Linked DNA regions of Gossypium hirsutum: region 2 is linked to region 1. Evidence: chromatin contacts called from public Hi-C data. All regions are on one chromosome and are shown on one strand. Each heading gives the region's core, a stretch centred on a gene start, on an enhancer-like site or on the middle of the called end of the contact. The rest is flanking DNA. Distances are from core to core; before and after follow the strand shown.

Evidence for each region. A called contact is a pair of places that touch in the nucleus more often than the background predicts.
Region 2: a contact with region 1 is called in a Hi-C map of leaf, with 3 times the contacts expected there. The contact joins the enhancer-like site here to the promoter of LOC107952461 in region 1. A contact is called at or near these places in 14 of 34 Hi-C or Micro-C datasets (callus, fibers, hypocotyl and 3 more).

The regions. Positions count from the first base shown.
Region 1 is chrA02:12,047,438-12,050,137 of Gossypium_hirsutum_v2.1, forward strand. LOC107952461 reads left to right here and starts at 1,372. Exons shown (of 6, transcript XM_016887713.1): 1 at 1,372-1,647; 2 at 1,788-2,016; 3 at 2,076-2,133; 4 at 2,207-2,312; 5 at 2,417-2,539; 6 at 2,645-2,700. The coding sequence starts at 1,372.
Region 2 is chrA02:12,109,295-12,111,994 of Gossypium_hirsutum_v2.1, forward strand. No RefSeq gene overlaps it. Among protein-coding and RNA genes, the nearest start is that of LOC121216018, 8.6 kb to the left of the region's middle. Within about 2 kb of position 1,352, at least 1 of the 9 cell types and tissues checked has an H3K27ac peak or open chromatin away from gene starts, as enhancers often do. A contact at or near this core is called in leaf, where this site is marked.

The DNA.
Region 1 (2,700 bases), core at 122-2,621:
AGAAAGTGGGCGCAGTGGTAGAGCACTAAATAAGACAATTCATAGACGAGGGGGACGTTTTAAAATTGCTGGAAATTCATGTGTCTCACTTCCCGATGCTATGAATTCCATGGCAAAGCTTATTGGTGAACAAGTGGAGACCTTTACTGATAAGGTTATCATTAATGATGCAGGAGATAAAACTCCCATTACCCCTTGAAAGGTTAGTCCCCGTATTTTTAAATTTTTAATTTATAAATTTTACTATTTTTTTGTTGTAATTGTTAGGGTTGTGCTAGTTCGAAGTTTATTCAGGTTTTTTGTAAATATAATCGGAAACATAAACCAAATTTTATTGGCCTTATAAAAATAAGAGTTAGTGAGGGAAAAGCTGATTCAGTTATTGCAAAGCTTGGTTTTCATTACTCTCATCGTGTGGAGGCAGTGAGCTTTTCAGGTGGTATTTGGATTGATTGGAAAGAATCCGTTTGTGTGGAGGTTCTAAAAAACCATTCTCAATTTGTGTTAGTTAGAGTTACTGGAACTTCTTTCCGACAGCCTTTTTTGGTTACTTTTGTATATGCTAGCCCTAATCACAGTAAACGGAGACTTTTTTGAGAGGCTTTATAGAGAACTATTCCAGTAGATGGGTCTCCGTGGATGGCAATTGGTGACTTTAACACTATTCTTTCTACTACTGAGAAAAGAGGGAGTCGGACTCTTAGAAAGAGATACCCCTTTTTTGGTGAACTTATGGACTCCACCTTATTGCAAGATTTAGGCTTTAGAGGTCCACAATTCACTTGGCAGAGAGGGGGAATTCTGGAGCGTCTGGATAGGGCTATCTGTAACAATGCTTGATGTACCTTTTTTCCTAATTCCATGGTGACTCACTTGCCTAGACTTAAATTCGATCATAAACCCTTAAACTATCTTTGATGCCTGATTTCCTTTCCTCAAAAGGGGCGTCCATTTAGATTTTTAGTAGGTTGGATTGAACATCTAGCATTCTCGAATTTTGTAAAGGAGAATTAAAGGATTTCTGCTAATATGTCGATGATTAATTTTGAGTTTACTGATTAAGTCAAAAGATAGAATAAGGATGTGTATGGTCATATTCATACTCGCATGAAGTTTCTGACTAAGAAACTACACAATATTGAGGTTGAGCGCAGTAGAAGAAACTCGACTTTTATCAACCAGGTTGAGTTGGAGATTAGAGAGGATTTGGAAAATGTGTTGCATCATGAAGAGATTCTTTGGTAAAAGAAAGCTCGTTGTGATTGGTTAGTTTTAGTGGATCGAAACACCAAATTTTTTCACGCGCGTACTTTGAGGAGAAGAAAGTAGAATCAAATCACCGCTTTAAAAAATGATTTAGGCGAATGGATCATGAATGAAGAACAACTAAAATTTGAAGTGGTAAATTTCTATAAAGCCTTGTATGGTGAGCATCCCGGCTCGATGAGAGGTTTGCCCTTGAGCGCTTTTCCACCTCTCTCTGACGAGGATTTTATTCTCCTAAACAGTCCAATTTCTGATGAGGAAATTAAAGTTGCTTTGTTTGACATGGCACCTTTGAAGGTTCCAGAAAGTGATGGTTTTTACGCTATTTCTACCAAAGTTAGTGGGATCACGTTGGCGCCTCCGTTTGCAGTTGGGTTAAGGGTATTTTTGCTGGTGAAAGCATTGATCCGGAATTAAATAATTCGCTTATAGTTCTTATCCCTAAAACTCAAAATTTGGAAGGCTTCGCCCAATTTTGGCTAATCAGTTTATGTTCTGTTCTATATAAACTGGTTGTGAAGGTTATTGCTAATCATTTTAAAATGGTTTTCCCTAAGTTTATAGCTCTCGAGCAGGCTGGTTTCTTAGTTGGACAGAATATGACGGATAATATTTTCATTACTCAAGAGGTTATACATTCTATGAGGAGAACGCAAAAAAAGAGGATGTGGATGGCCATCAAAATTGATCTAGAAAAAGCCTATGATCGAGTGCATTGGGACTTCATTGACTTGTCACTCCAAGCTGCAGGTATTCCTAATTTTTTATGTAATTTTATTATGTCTGTAATTTCCAGCTCTACTATACAGGTGTTGTGGAATGGGGTTCCAACTTTGAAGTTTCGACCTACCAGAGGCGTTCGAAAAGGTTGCCATTTATCTCCGTATTTATTCATTTTGTGCATGGAATGGTTATGTCACAATATTCATGCTGCTATTAGTACTGGCAATTGGATCCCTATTCGACTTGCTTGCAATGGTCCACCGCTTTCTCATTTGCTTTTCGCGGATGATTTGATCCTCTTCGGTCATGCTGGGGAACATCAGGCTTGAATCATCAATAATATTCTTGATGATTTTTGTAACTACTCGGGTCATAGAATTAATATGAGGAAGACAAATATTTTTTTCTTCAAAGGCATAAATGGCAGTTTGAGGAGGCGTATCAGCAATTTCTTTGGTTTTCAAGAAGTGAAGAACTTGGGACTTATTTAGGTGTTCCCTTTTTTCATGAGAGGGTTACAAATAACATGCTGCGCTTTATGGTTGATAAGGTTCGTAACAAGCTATCTAGTTGGGACGTCAGACAACTTTCCTTGGCAGGTAGGGTTACTTTATCTCAATATGTCATTCTATCGATCTAAAGTTACTTTATGCAGACAATGATGCTTCCTAAAGGTTTGTATGATGAGACCGAGCGCATCGTGCGAAAATT
Region 2 (2,700 bases), core at 102-2,601, 62 kb after region 1:
CTTTGCAATTCATTGTCATTATCGGCGTTCAATTTTTCACATGTAAAGTAAGAGTATTTTCATCAATACTCAATCGATTTAATGCTTGATTGGCTCATGACAGTAACTTAATCAAGTGCTTAATATATAGTATGAATAAAAGAAATGGGTAAACTACTTAATTAGCCACTGAATTTTTGCAAGTTCTTATTTTAGTCACCTAATTATGACAATTTTTAATTTGATCACTAAACTATTCGAATTTATTTTTATTAATCACTGTGTCACTAAGTTTGAAACAACTAGATGATGCGGCCATTATAAACTACATGAATGGTCACTCAACTATGAGAGTGTTTCTGTTTTGATAATCCAACTATATAAAAAATTATTTAGTCACTAATGTTTCCAAAATTAATTTTTTTAGTAACATGCCATTAAAGTTATAACAAACGTTGGACATGGCCTTTTTTTATTGGTCTAATAACAAATTTTACCATTCAATATTTATATGTTCTATCAATTTAGTCTTAATTCTAAAAAATATCAATAAATTTTAACTCTAAACATTCTTACTAGTGTTTGGCTCTAGAAAATTTTTTAATAGTTTTTTATTTGACGCTAGTAAGACTTGAGTTTTTTAGGCACAAAAGAACCACTATTTTAACATAAAAATTTACAACAAAAACAATAATAAACAACTTTCTGACGATTTATTATCTCTTTGGCGTCGGAAACTAAAAACCTTTGAATTTTCTAGTGTCGAAAAAACATTGTTTAATCTAAAGTGTTAAAAAAAAATTTACCAACAGCTTAAGATTTTTTGTGGCATAAGAAACTAGAAACCTTTGAATTTTATTGCAGTGAATAACACCACCTAACATGAAATTAATATATTTTGTAAATATTAAATGTTAAATTTTTTAAATTTTTTAAAAAGTTGAACTAATTTATAGATGATATAAATATTGAATGACTAAATTTGTTATTAAAGATATGGTGACTAAAAAAATTTAATGATTAAATTGAAAATTTTTTATAATTAGATAATTAAAACAAAAACATTCTCATAATTAAACCATCATTAATATAGTTTATGACAGTCATGTTATCCAACAGTTTCAAATTTAATGGCTAAAATTATAAATTTAAATAATTTAACGATAAATTAAAAATTTTCACCAAAATAAAACACAAAAAATTCAGTATATTGAAGGAAATTAACGTGGTATTCGTTTATCCTTTTTGGAGCGGTCGTATAATCACCGTTGATAAAAATCCGAATTTTGGATAACATATTAAGTAATGTAGTCCTCTCCACATGTTAATAGGGTGCAGTGTAGTGCTTTTTGTCCCTGTGCATCCGTGAGCCACACATTAATTAAATTTTTCTTTTTTCAGAAAACACACATTAATTAACTTTTATTCTATACGCTATACATGTTAATAGATTTGCTCCTAAATTTGACAATTTTCTCATATTAATCCCTAAATTTCTTTTATCATATTGGTTATTAAGGTTGGCATGTGTTATATAGACTGGTCTCTACATTAACACCGTGTATTTTTTTAAGAATTTGTTGATGTGGATAAGTATGGGGTTAAAATTTTATTTTTTATATATTCAATTTTTTTGAATTTTTTTCAAAATTTAAAGTTTTTTTTTAATGTTTTAAGAAAAATGAATCTACATGTCGTCCCTTTATTTCTTCACGTGTCGCTCTCATACTTGTCCACATCAGCATATTCTTCAAAAACAAATTGTGTTAGTGTAGGGATTAATATGTTTAGTGGATGTCAATTTTAGGGACTAATATGATTCAAAAAAAATAGAGGTCAATGTGAGAAAAGTTGCCAAATTTAGGGGTTAATCTATATATTAAGCCTTAAAAAACTAACGATGTTAACAATAAAGACCAATTTATGTAAGAGATGCCAACTTTAGGAAGTAATGCGATAAAAAAAAGTTTAGAGCCAATTTGAGAAAAGTTACCAAATTTAGGGGTCAATCTATATATTTAGCCAAAAAAAAAAACTAAAGTATAACATTCCTTTGAAGTATTAGTTATAAGTTTAAACTTTGATATTGTATTTTTTTTAAGTAGTTTTTTAATTTTTACATAAATATTTATTGAAAAGAATATTTTAGTTATTTTCTACTGACTTTGATCCAATTAGAGGGAGATATATGCGCTCTTCTGGTTCTAGCCTAGCCCACAGGATTATGATAAAAAGTTCACTGTTTTTGGATTTATTCAAATTAACTTTTTTTCTTCAAAAGAATTTGTTTTTGGATCATTCAAATCAAATTTATTGGTTTAAAGTTTTGCTACTTTTTTTTTAATAGTGAAATACTCATTAAGTCCTTATCAAATTTGTCAGTTCCTTCAATTTTTTTTACTAACTAAATTCTGGATTTTGTAAAAAAATAATTCCAGCATAAAATAAAATTTATCATATTATTACAAAAAAATGTTTTAACTTTTATAAGGGAAATTAGTAAAATTTAAAAATTTATCACAGTATTTAGAATATATGTCTGCATTTAAAATTTCATGTAATAAATGTTTTATATGAAATAGAAAATTTGAAACTAATAATAATAATCAGATTATGGTAAATTCATAATATGCGTGAAAAATAAAATTATGTAATAAATATGTCTTTTTAAAAATTGATATAAATAATAAATGAGGTTTTAGCTTAATGGTAAAATATAAA